Linked DNA regions of Mus musculus: region 1 is linked to region 2. Evidence: chromatin contacts called from public ChIA-PET data. All regions are on one chromosome and are shown on one strand. The core of a region is the stretch at or near the end of the contact, and the rest is flanking DNA. Distances in the headings are between cores, read along the strand shown. Region 1 holds the start of Atrnl1 (attractin like 1). Region 2 has its middle 35 kb from the start of Atrnl1.

Region 1 (6,777 bases), core at 1,921-4,420, 34 kb before region 2:
CGTTATGCAATGCAACTGAAATATAATTTCAATTAGGGCCTACCATAGTCTTGATTCTATTTCAAACTGGCCAGGTGCTTTCTGAGTCTCACTCCTAAAACCTTTAGTCTGTCATTAGTGAAAACGGGTGGTCATTTTGTTTTGCTTTTGTCAGAAATGTCTTACAATTTTGAAGGGTTTATTCTTTTCAAATGGAAACAAACAAAAGACTACAATGAAAGCCAGGAGCTCTGGCACATCCCTTCTACTACTGTTTGCTCCTGCATTTCTACGTCAATCTTCAGATGCAAAAAGGCCTTTGAAGAATGCTCATTCCCTAGCTACGACATCCATAATAGAAGAAGACTAAGGTAACATACCCATTAATTTTGACACCTGCTTACTAAGATTAATCAATCACTTTTCACTACTATGTGTAAGGCTGCTCTTATGTTCAGCCTAGCAAAGACTTGAGCTATAATTGTCAAGTTCGGTTCTTTTGCCATGAAAACACGTCTTCAAATAAACTGTTCATAGCTCATTAGGTACTTTACCAAGAATAGTTTTGTACTTCTAAATGTCCAAAGCCTTTAACATCAAATACACTTTCTTTGCCCCTAAACGTATGCCTGAGAAAACAGAGACTTATACTATGTGTATTTACCCTAATAACTTGTATTTCATAGAAACATTAAGCAACACTTGAATCAGAATAGCAGCTTCCCAAGCATGACTATTCAATAAGTTCAGGACTTAACCTCATTTAAGTATGTCTACTCTCCTCCTGTTAACAATGTATCTAGTTCATGAACATCTTTCAGTGTTACTTGGTTACTTTTAACTTGATCTGGGTGCTTTCTCTTACTTACTGGGACAGCATCTAAGAGAAGTCACAGAGTGCTGATCTAGCTATCTGGCTGTTAACAAGCATCCCTACTCCAAAACACAGGACTGGACGGAAGGTCTCAGGCGGTGGTGCTTCATAGCCTCTTCAGATAAATGGAGCTAACTCACCGCCACAACGTTACAAACAATCCTACTCTGTAGAAAACCTGGACAAGTGAGTGTAGCTTTTTCCTTGTCCATTGCTCTCTCCCACAAGATATCCTCTTAACAAGTAAAAGGGCTGGCTGGCTAACACTATCACCGACAGGGGAACTAATGCTACTCAAGAGGCATCATAAAATCAGATCTTGCTTTCTCATTGTAAACTTTTTTAAACTTTTCAGTGGCACCTCTCTTTTTAAATTACTTTAAAGGTATCTGTAAAAGTTATGTATTCACTCCTAAAACTTTGAACTCTGGAAATACTTACTGCTCCAAACCAATTTTATGAAATTTCACCTAAGATTTCCCACCAAAACCAAAAACTAAAGAATAAAATCTACTTAAAATTTCAAAGTGTCATTTAAGACAAACATTTTTTTACACTTAATATGGGGTATTGCTCTAGCGAGCAACAGTAAAAATGTGGGAAAGAAAGTAAAGAAAACTATGCTGTGATTAAAACGCCAAGGAAACCACCCTGAAATAGATTAATAATGTCAGCCATATTCTTACCTTTGGCTCAAAGCCAGAGATACTTTACCTAGATTCTGCTTTCATCTCCACAACAAATACTAGCCATCTACATAGTATTATTTCACAACCACAATCAGCCGTAAACTTCATGTTAAATATCTAGGACAAGCTTTCTCGGTGACCGCTTTCCTGCAGTTTCTCAGAGAAACCCACTTCTCCGCCTTCCCAACGGCCACCCCACTTCTTTTTATAGAGGCAGAAATCTAATAAGCATCAGCCAATAGGGAGAAGTGTCTCTTCCCCAGAGATGCAGGCTCCTTAGCACCTTGCTTTTCAGCAAAACCAAACTGCTGTCCCCCATACACCTGTCAAAAGTCACACAAAGCCATGACTGTCCTGATAAACCCAACACCTCTAAATGCATATTCTGGAGTGAAGCTGGCTGGACTGGAATCACGACTCAGCATTTTCTGCATAACCTTGATCGAGTTAACTTAAATTGCTGCCTGGATTTCTCTCTGTAGGTTCTGGATAGAAGGCGTAAAATTCCAGTAAGTTATAGACTTATGGGGAAATGGGTGAGAGGACCAACCTAGAAACTTATAACAAGGTACAGATCGTAGTTTGCCCATTGTAAACCCTATTTACCACACTCGACGATTACTAAACCGAGGCGTGCTCTCTGACTAGAGGAACAGCACAGGGAAGGAGCTGGGCCACAACTTTAAACCCTGACGCCTCTGACTTCTCACAATGTTCATGGATTTTTCATGAGTTATTTCCTCCGTTTCTGATGGAAACAGATACTGTCCTAATTGGCGGAGTTTGGCACGAATTGGAGTGAGAACATTCTTTCTGCGCAGAGGATGACAAGCCGCTGAGGACATGCGGAAAGCACCGAGTCAGCCCGGGCTGGGCGCCTGCTGGAGCTCCCCGGGGCACCCGGAGGCTGGAGGGGCGCAGCGTAGGGCCCCCTCCCGGGGACCCCGAGGCCAGAGCGGGGCGGGGAGCTACGCTGGCGGGGCAGGGCTGAGGCTTGGGGTCCCACGGTAGCACTTACTTGAACCTGCCCTGGCAGTGCTGGCACTGGTCCCCAACCCAGCCCGGGTCGCACAGGCAGGTGGAGTTGACACAGCGACCGGAGAAGCAGGAGCCAGTCCTCTCGCAGGGCTTGGACTGGGACACCTGAGCATAGAGCGCCAGGTAGAGGAAGCCATAGCACAGCAGCCAGCTGTTCCCGTCCAGCAGCAGCCAGGAGGAGGCGCCCCCACCGCCCGCCGGCCGAGCCCTCCACAGCACCGGGGAGGCCGGCTGCGGGGCACCCGAGCGGGCCCGGACCCCCGGCTCCATCTTCCTCGGCGTCCCGGCTCGGCGGGGCTGCGCTCGCGGGAGCGCACGGGGATGCCGCTGAGCGGGGATCCCGGCCGCAGAGGACCTCGCCGCCGCCGCTGCTGTTCCTCGGCTCCTCAACGGCGCCGACCCCCGTCCCGCTGACCGGTCCGGAGCGGCGGATCCCAGGCGCGGCGGCCTCCGGTCGGCTGCCTCCAGTCACACTCGGGCATCGCCGCCCGCTCCCCTGACCTTGTCCTCGGCGAGCCGAACCCTGCAGCCACGGTAGCTCCGGGAGCGGAGCGAAGAGCCGGCGGCGCCCCGCGCTCCGGAGGGGACCCGAGGGGGAGGGGACCGGGCGGGAAGGGGGAGGGGACCCGCACGGCCCCGCCTCGCCCGCGCCCCGCGCCGAATGCCGAGGCTCGCCCGGGAGGGCGGGGCCGCGCGGGAGCCCCCGAGATGGGCGCGTCCAACAGGAGCACGCGGGGAGGGGAGGGCGGCTGTCGGTACCCGGCGGTACTCCTGCTAGCCTGAGATACCGCAGCAGCCTGCTTCCCTCCGTCCTCCAGACACAGTTGCTGTGGCCGCGGTCGCAGCCCAAACTGCGGAGAGACGTCCCCGCAGCCTTGTGCGTACGCACTCTCGTGGCCACTCCCCCCCCCTCGGTCCGGGCGCGGTGGTCTCGCCCGGCCCCTGACGGGGACCTGGGACTCCCCCGCGCGCCCACCCGGCCGGCGGGCACCGCTGGGAGTGCGTCCCCAGGTGTGGCCCGCGCCGCGGAGCCCACGGAGGAGAAACCCACTCCGACCTCGGGGCCTCGGCAGGAAGGCAACCTTGTACTCCGCGGGCTGCAAAAGTGAGGCGCCCGCCCCAGCGCTCCCCGAGTCTCCTGCACGTTTCTTCTTCTTCTTCTTTTTTTTTTTTTTCTTAAAAACTCCCAACTACACACAAAGAGCTGAGCATGTGCAGCCAGCAAAGTCTTAAAGGCACCGCGGTCTGACCACGTTATGGGGTGCAGGGACAGGGCGGAGTGGGGTGAGGGGCTGCATGGGGCGCGAAGCTGCTCCCGTGGGGCGACCTCAGCCGCGGCGGCTCTTTATCGCCCAATCGGGGCTCCTCATGCCCAACAAAGAACTGCTCCGAGAGCCACCCCTCCCGACGCTGCCTCGGAACCTCACCAAATCTTCTTTTCTCTTGTCTATGTTTCCTCCTTCGTCTGGGACACTATTCTCTCTTGAAAAATGTTGCGACATCGGGGCTTTTTTTTTTCCTTCAGAAAAGCAGAAGTGATTTCCAGAAAGGGCCCTTTCCCGTTTTCAGCGGCATCTATTTCTTCCTTGAGATGACTTTCCAAGATTTAATTGCATAAGCTGAGATATGTCTTCTACTTTTCTCTATACGGGCCTGTTAGCTGAACCCTTGAGAGGAAGCTGTGCACAAATTGCAGGCAAGCACCCTCGAGAGTTGTTGGAGCTCCACCAAGGAGCAGGCGGTACGAACAAGATTGTGAAACTCACCAGACATTTCTGACAGCTGGAGCAGAAAAGTTTTGGTTGTAACCACAGTCATAATATTATTGTTAAGATTCACTCCGAGTTTATTTTGGGAATAATGTACCCACGTCATCTCTTTTAATCTCCATCATCCCAATTCACAGAGAAAATCCTCTATTAACCCCATTTCGCAGATGAGGGAATAGCATGAGAAAGGCTGAGGTGCGTGTTGGTAGCAGAAACGGATCAAGTCCTCTAACTTGTGTGCGTTTTCAATGTTTATCAGCCCACTTCTGTTTGCAGCTGCTTTGTTCTCCTTTGGTGAATAAAACATAAGTGCTGGCTGGCTTGGTTTGCAAATACCTCAGCAATGACTTAAGAGGAAAACAAAAGTCCTGGAAAAAAAAAAAAAAAAAAAAGGCTCCTTCCCAAAAGAAGAAAGGCAGCTGATTCTCACTTGTACAAAAAAAAAAAAAAAAAAATCCATTTCCGGGACACAATAGTGTGAGCCATGTCCTGTAGAGCCTGAAATTTGGCCTGCCCCATACTTTCCCACCTTTTCCACATTCTGGTGTTCTTCAGAAAGAGGGGGGCAGAGTTAAGAGGATCTTGTTAGAGGCCACTCCTTTTCACTGCAGTGACAAAAAGAAAAAGGAAAAGGAAATCCAAACCCTTTAGGATCCTCTGTTGGTGGACAATCTCCTTGGCTTTTCCTTTCTTCTTCTCTTCCTACCAGCTGAAGTTTAAAGTCAGCTACATCTTTCTCACGTCTAAGGTAGTGTCACTTTCAGACGTGTGGAAAGTGGTCAATTCTTAATCCCTCTCGTGAATAAAGGTAATTCAAAGGGTACACGGGAGTCTGTCTCTCTAACAAGAGAGTTCACAGCTCAGCCACACGCCGACTGGGGCGTGTATTTGAGTGAAGGGTTTGCCCATTAAAAACACACATCTGTTGCCATCTGACCACTGTAATCATTCACCGTACACTGAACGTGCAGCCCCAAAGGCCTCCTCTCAATAGTACCCTTCGAATACACTTGAATACATTAAATTCATATGAAAGGATTCACATAAGGATCACACCAAATCTCTGCTTCGCCTATATCCTCTTTCTCCTTCGAACTGTTTCTGTTGACGTTTTATGAGCAACTATGATGAAGTACAGGTACAGAAAGCAAAACTGAATAGAGGTAACGTCTACCTTTGTATTGGGCTCACAAATTAGTAAGCTCCCAATAGACATGCGTGTCACATAATCTGCAGATATAAACAGAGAAAACTTAAATGACAGCGACAAAACCTGTGCAGCATCTTGGCTGATGTTTCAGTATCTTCTATGATCAAAAAATGTTTAAACTCCCAGGTTGTCACATCCTAGCAGGCTAAACAACACCGAAGGAATTCATAGGACTGGTGACAGCAGCCATCACTCTGGCAAAGGGTTAAAAACCCCCGAAGAGAGAAAAGGGCAAAAGCCAGTTTCACCAAAGTAAAGTTAAATTGTATAGAACTAGTGATTACAACTTATCCAAGAAGAAACATACGTGCATTTGTTCTCTCAATAATTAACTAATATCAGGGACCCTTGGATATTTGGGGCATTATGTTCACTTCTATTTAAAGTACTTTTAAAATTTTTAATATGGTAGACAAAAACCTAAGAGTTCTCTTTGCCAATGTTTGCAAAGGACATTCAAAATGATAGTTTTTAAAGAACAGGGGGAAATAAGTCCACTGATACAGAATTTTGTCACTCTAGAAGCAAAGGCTTCTATTCAGACGACAGAAGGCAGAATTGCCTGACTGAAAGGTGGGCTCTGCTCTGGCTCTTGTTCACCATTGACTCACACGAGACCTCTGAAAGCAGCCGGAAATAAAGAAAGTAGCAGGCAACACAGTCTCAGAGCAGGAAACACCATGGTAGGACCAAGCCAGCCAGGCAGCATCTTTAAGACCTAAGAGAGCTTAGATGGACTCTGACAGATTGGGGAATAAAGAAAAAGTCAGATTTAAATATTCACTAAGAAATATGAGTGAGGTGAGAGGTGTGTGCTAATCTGAAACATCGCACCCTCCCAACCAAAAGCTAACATTCTGCCTCCCCCTGGGCCCGTTCTTTGCTTCCATCCCCCTCTCTTGCTGTTGTGCTTGCAAACACACACACCACTCCTTCTTCTGCCAATTTTTCTACTTAACACATTTCAAACATATTGTTATAAGTAAATCCAGAGAAATAAATCCAAAGATTCTAAATTCACTAGGCTGGGCTAATATAATTTTTAATTGAAAATAAAATGAGCATTCTTAAACTTTTCTTTCTAAATATCCACACGTATTACCTTACCTCCTCCCCACAAATAATAAATTGCCAAGACGTGGTCATAGAAATTTGTCTTTTATGAAATCTAGTTATTTTTTTAAAGGCACAGACTATGACTCCTCTTAAGCAACGTGA
Region 2 (6,897 bases), core at 1,583-4,082:
GCCCATGGGATAGGCTGAAGGTACAAACTGATCCTGGATTTGGTAGAGCCCTTGTATGCTGGAGGACATCACAGCTTTAGGGCTGTTTGGGGGAATACTGGCATCTACTCAGGCAGGGTGGTGGCAACAGTTGCCTACACGTCAGACAATACAGACTGAGCAGAGTTCCAGCTGTAAAGAATGAAAGAAGCTCCCTGCGTAACACAGGGTTTTCCATCCTGACCATTCATACATGCTAAGCACATTCGCGTTGACCACTATAACTTTTTCATCTCATAAAACAGAAACTGAGGCCTGGAGAGATGTCTCAGTGGTTAAGAGCACGGACTGCTCTTCCAGAGGTCCTGAGTTCAATTCCCAGCAACCACATGGTAGCTCACAACCATGTGTAATAGGATCTGATGCCCTCTTTTGGTATGTCTGAAGACAGCTACAGTGTAGTCATATTAAACAAACAAACAAACAAATCTTAACCGCCCCCCCCCCCTGAAACTGAGCCAGACATGGTAGCCCACATGTCCACAATCACAGCACTCAGGAGGTAAAGACAGAACAATCAGGAATTCAAAGGCAGTCTGAACCAGAAGCTCAAGGCCAGCATGATCTGTTATAAGGCCCTGGCTCCATAAAAAACAAAACAAAACAAGAACAAAGTCTAAGAGACTTTCCTCTTCCTCCCTCCCCCAGCTGCTGGCAGCCACCAGTCTACATTCCATCTAGCATTTGTTTAGGTTTCAAGAGAAAACAAAAAACAAACAAACAAACAAGAAAACCAACTTAAGCTAGCATGGGAAGGAGGTAAGACGGGTCTGTTGTAGGTTTATAAGACAGGACCACAACTACCCACTGAGGAAGACACCCAGGGTGCTGAAGCCCCTGGGATCCATCAAAGGGCTCCCAGGCTTCTCCACATCATCTGCTTGACTGAGCACTGCTTCTTCCTCTGTGTGGACTACCTTCCTCTGCTTCACTCCTTATTGATACAACGCCGAATCCCTGCAGTCTCCTGTGTTCATATGCTACGGTCCCATCCACACCTAGGAACTGAAAGCTGATTGTGGCAGGGATGTGGACAGCGAAGGAAGGAGGAAGAGCATGGGAGAGTGGGGATGGATGTGGCACTTGTCCATCAGTGTTCCAAGCTACAGTCAGATATATGGCGCCCATCACTGACTTCGAGGGAGGGTATTACTACTTCTGTGGATGCGAAAGAACAACATAAAAATTGCCCTCTACATGTGTCAGTAAAATAATTAAAACTACCCGAGAACTGATTTTCTAAATTGTCAGACAGAGGGATAAGAAAGAACAAAAGATATACTTGCTGGCCAATGTAGATGGCAAACATCTGCAACCCTAGCACTCAAAATACGGAGACAGGAGAGCCGTGAGTTCTCCAGGCCCACCTAGGAACCCCTATCTCAAAAATAAAACAAAACAAGTATTCATAATATATATGTGTGTGTGTGTGTGTGTGTGTGTGTGTGTGTGCGTGTGTGTGTATGGTTGCCTTTAAGGAACTCACAACTTAGTTGGAAAGATAGGTTGTCCAAGGAACATTCAAGAGTTGACTGCAAGGGGCTGGAGAGATGGCTCAGTGGTTAAGAGCACTGACTGCTCTTCTAAAGGTCCTGAGTTCATATCCCAGCAACCACATGGTGGCTCACAACCATCTGTAATGAGATCTGATGCCCTCTAGTGTGTCTGAAGACAGCTACAGTGTACTTACATAATAATAAATAAATCTTAAAAAAAAAAAAAAAACTTTAAAAAAAAAAAAGAGTTGACTGCAAGGGACTCCCCATGTTCAAAGTAGCTATTGTTTCTTTCTCCTTTGGAACTGCTACCATCTTTGAAATGTAACAAAAACCTACTGGTCTGGGAAAGAAAGTTTACAATGTCATTTAAATTCCCCTATAAGATACAAAGATCTTAGGGTTGCTGCCAAAGGACAATGGACACATTGCAGGTTACAGCCTAAAGACTAGAGTCCTTGGTCCCAATTTGTGGAGTCCTATCAGCTTTTCTTGAGTTGGGCTTTCTATAAAGTCACAGTTTGTTCCTATTAGTTATGAAAAAAATAGACAAAGATGAGAAGGTGGAGCTCAGAGAACCCACAGTTAAAAATAATATTCAAATCGCATCAGTCTCTGCTACTTCCTGAGAACCTCCCACAGGCCATCCCAGATTTTGTTATCAGCAGATTTGTGACTCCAGCAGCCATAAATGCAATAAACATGATTAAATCCCAGCTTCAGAAGGATAGAGCGACACAGGCACGAGCCGCGGGAGCTTCCCTTTCTTCAGCGTATCTAAGTGCCAGCTTCTTTAAATTTAATTTTACCTGAAAATTTCAAGAGACTGGTTGGATTCCAAAATTACATATTCTGTTGCAGATGAAAGCTGAATAGTTGAGGGAATTGTGTGTCAACTCCTTTCTCTAGACATCAGTTACCAGAAACCCTTTTAATGAAAGCTCTGAGGTTGTCCATTATGCCTCTCAGGACCCTGAGTCAGCAAGCCCATTCAGATTTAAAAATCTAACTGGCCCTCCTCCAACGGTTAATCAAAAGCTAATGTACTTTCACAACCTAAGTCGTTTGCATTCACTGTCTAGAGAGGACACTGGATTCAACATTCCAGAGAAACAGCTGGGACTGGATGTCAATGACGAAGTGAAGTACCACAGTAATGGTAGTGCGAGTCTGTCTGTGTTTGCGAGTGTGTGTGTGTATTTTTCTTGAAAGGTCTTCACAGTTATAGAGCATTAATGAGCCTCTGTGAGGTCAGGCTTGTCACAAAGGTTTTCCTCTCCTCTTCTGGAAATAGAACAGGATACAGCCCCGCTGGCCTTGCCAGCCTCCCAGAGCCTATGGATAGAATTAACAATTAGCCAGAGCTGGATAAAAGACAGGGATGCTCTTCAAAGAATCCTAACTCTTTGTCTGAAAGAACTTAGGGGTAAGACTGATTTTATCCCTGAAGGCATGAAGTTGAATATTTAATCCCCTGCAGATAAATGGGTCTCAAATGAAAGGACAGTTACCAGTTTTAGGGTCTGGAACAACATTTAATGCCTTGAAACAGGTAGTTCCTGGATTAAAAACCATCCAGAATGTTAGGAGCAAGCTGGAACCCTGAGTTCCGAACCGGCACCATTTGAGCGTTTATAGCAAAACCACTTCTCTGCATAGGTGCAAAAGCCAGAGGCCAACACTTCCCACTTGAGTCAAGGATAGCTGCCACCATAAAGAAAAAAAAATAATAATCATAAAGTGTCTTCAATAGAATCTCAGTCTCCTAATTAAAGAAACACTGTGTCTCTTGCATGGTTTCTTTGTTTCTGTATTGAGCAAAGCCAACCTGTTCTTTTAATTGCATAGACAGTACCTTTCGGTTCCTTGGCTGATAGTGACTTCCTTGCTGGAAGTGAGCACGGAAATGGACAGATCAGTGTATTTCACCCAACCCAGTGAATTCTTTACACACGAGTCGTCAGGCAAAGGCTTCTGTATCTCGTTGTCCAATGCCCCTTGATATGTAAGCCAAGAGCCTTAATGCACATAAAACATTTATACTCAAGAAGCACAGCTCTCAGTAATAGACAGATACGTGGCCGCATAGCTGAGGGCAACATCAGAGGGAACTATTTGTGAATGACTTACAGGGAAATTGCCCAAATTATCAGTGGATTCAAAGCAACTATGCAGTGAAACTATGGGCTTGTTTAAAAAGCAAAACAAAGAGGCAAAGTTTATCTGAAAAGCTGACCCTTCTCATTTCTCTCTCATAGTTCACCACAGGAACTGGGGCTCCCGGGGGTGGGGGCTTGCTGAACTGACAGAATGCTTAGTACTTCAGGAGGTGGTTTGGGGATTCAGGTACTTGCATTCCTGAGGGCATCCACATAGAAAGCCAAGAGGGTCATTTCAGAGGGGAGGCTGGCCACACAGAAGTGGTGGCTTCCTCTTCTGAGACTGTATCACACATGAGTATATCTCTCAGGCTGTTGCTGATGCCATGACTTGAGTATCAGAAAGTGGGTAATTCATAAATGAATGAAGTCTGATCTGCTCAAGATCAGATGGGGGAGGGGGGAGAGACTGGCCATATTCAGCCATACTTAACAAATGAACTCCATGGACGGGACAGTGTCATAAAACACCTTCTCAGACCTTTAGGAGGATATGCAGACTGTCCAAAATACAGCTCTCCACCCCACCCCACCTTCAGGAGGCCTCACTGCAGTGTGGAAGTAACTTTAGTTCCAAAATGTAAACACCTAGCCACATATCCGTTTCTAGAGAGCCTATTCTGAATTGGGTCACTTGCTTTCTGAGTGTTTGGCCTGCGCTCAGATGACGAACTCTGGGAGCCTGACTCAGTGGCTACAATGTATCCGGTCCAGGGTAATCTGAAGACATTGCTTTTCAGGATCAAAGCAAACACAAAGCCAGAAGCCTTGATTCCAGAGGTCTGGGACAAGGCAGCCACCACAAGCACTGAGCAGCGGGAAGGGAGAGAACCGTGCAAGGAGTCTCGGCAGGAGCAGCCTCCTGCAAGCTTTTTCTCAGGGACTTGTTGCCTCAACAACAAACAGCTCATAAGCTAGCAAAGGTACTGAGCTCCAGACACCACTCATTCGCTTTATCTCCTGCCCTCCTGAGCTGGTTTATGGAAGCTCTTACAAACTGTAGGAAGACCTCAAGGGACACTGCTCTCAACACTTCATACTACCAGCCCTTGCCCCAGTAAGCTCAGCCCCATCCCCAGCCCTCCTAAGACCCACTAGCACCATTAACACTGCAGGAAGGCAAGGGTAGGCACACGGAACAGAAAATGATGGAGCCATAGACCCCACAGCCATGAGGTGTTAGAGGCTAAGACCTTGATACCAACAAAGGCTTTAGTGTGCCTCTCTGGGTTCTCTTTGTACTGGTCCGAGCAGAGAAGCACAGCAGTAGGTGATGGTAAGCGCCTCCATGGAGATGTTCTTCCAAATGATGGCAACAGTTGGGGGTGAAAAAGAGAAAATGGAATAATCAATCAAGAAATGTCTGCCGTGGACCTCCTTTGCGAAAGGCACTGATAGGTGCTGCATGGGGCCTACAGATGGGTAGAATATGGCCGACAGCCTGAAGAAAACTACACTCTATTTGGGGAGATGAGGCATGCACACAAACAGAAGTTACCCAAATAAAGACAGCCGATACCAAGAACTGTAGGTGGAGTAGACCACACAGCTCCACAAGTTTGAAAGCAGCATACAGCAGTGCAAGCTGGCGCTTTATTAGTTCTTGGTTGCAAGGAGACTTCAGTCAATGTTGGCCAAAATAAGTACTTACTGGGGAAAAAAAAGAGGCAATGACCTAGACTGGATAAATTGAACAGTGGGCACTGGAGAGATGGCTGAATGGTTCAGAGCACTTGCAGAGGTCTCGTATTTGGTTCTTAGCATCCACAGGGCACTTCATAAACTCTCATAACTCTAGCTTCAGGGGACCCCACAGCCTCTTCTCCTACAAGTGTCCTCATGTACACACACATGTATGCACACACACACACCATACGCATACACACATTCACACACATACACTCACATACCACACACACATGCACACACAATCACACACACATGCCCACACACACCACACCACACACACATGCACACATACATATACCATATACCACACACACACACACACACACACACACACTCCCCACAGTCACACAGACTCACATACACACACTCATATACCACACCACATAAACATTCACATACTATACATACATGCACACACACACACACACACACACACATACACACCACATACCACACACACACAGACACACACACCATATACACACACACCACACACAGACTCATACACACATTCACATACCACTCACACACCACACCACATACACACACTATACAAACATGCACATACTACACACACACACAGACCACACCACATATCACACCACACAGACACACACTCACACACACATGCCACACACACACCACATACCACACACACCACACACTCACACAGACTCATATACACATACACCATACACACACACTATACACACATACCACACACTCACACAGACTCACACACATTCACATACCACTCACACAACACACCACACCACATACATACTCACACACTATACACACATGCACACACTACACACACACACAGAGCACACCACACAGACACATAGACAACACACACACACTACACCACACCTATCACAAAATGAAACAAAATGTTCTTTTTTTTAAAAAAAAAGAGTTAAACAACAGAGTTTGAGAAGGAAGGAGGCAGAGTGACCCCAAATAACCTCCTTGTTGCTCACCGTGATGATGCATGTGAAGAATCAGGCCTGGGCTTGCCTGGACAGTGGAGTAAAAGGGGCAAGGACAGGGATGTAGAGTTCCCACATCCTCTAACCAGAGAGAGTTTGTACTTATTGCTCTGAGAGTCAGGGAAGAGATGACTGATCAGTGGTAATTGATGCAGGGACTGAGGAGACCGGGAGGTGCTTGTGTATCCTGGAGGGCAAAACTATTATTATGGCTGTCATGTCAGCCATAATGAGGAGTTCTCCAAAACCGTCAGAGAGGGAGCGGCTAGGGATTTTTAACTACTTATGAGCCAAGAGCATCTCTCTGAAACCATCTGTCTGTAAGCTTTTCTGTGCTGGGACATCGGTTCGGCAATCAGTATGCAGGAGGAAACACTTGACGTTCTGGTTTTATTGAGCAGTATCGACACGCCCATGCATCCATGACAGCTAATCACAAAGTTCCAATTAGCTCCTGTCTCCTGATGCCCTTCCACCAGGATATGCTGTTCAAACAAGGACAATGTACACTCTCGCTCTCGC

What was found. ChIA-PET counts read pairs in DNA pulled down with a chosen protein or histone mark.
Region 1: a contact with region 2 is called in an RNA polymerase II ChIA-PET map of neurosphere, with 9 read pairs. The contact joins the promoter of Atrnl1 here to the enhancer-like site in region 2. A contact is called at or near these places in 3 of 39 promoter capture datasets (the C10 cell line, hippocampal neurons and macrophages), 5 of 484 Hi-C or Micro-C datasets (the N1E-115 cell line, cerebral cortex, embryonic stem cells and 2 more), 7 of 115 datasets of contacts at active chromatin or transcription factors (bone marrow-derived macrophages, embryonic fibroblasts, embryonic stem cells and 2 more) and 2 of 9 other capture datasets (liver and pancreatic islet).

The regions. Positions count from the first base shown.
Region 1 is chr19:57,607,427-57,614,203 of GRCm38.p6, reverse strand. Atrnl1 (attractin like 1) reads right to left here and starts at 3,170. Exons shown (of 29, transcript NM_181415.4): 1 at 2,561-3,170. The coding sequence starts at 2,850.
Region 2 is chr19:57,572,771-57,579,667 of GRCm38.p6, reverse strand. No RefSeq gene overlaps it. Among named protein-coding and RNA genes, the nearest start is that of Atrnl1, 35 kb to the left of the region's middle. Within about 2 kb of position 2,832, at least 16 of the 459 cell types and tissues checked have an H3K27ac peak or open chromatin away from gene starts, as enhancers often do. A contact at or near this core is called in the N1E-115 cell line, embryonic stem cells, forebrain and 1 more, where this site is marked.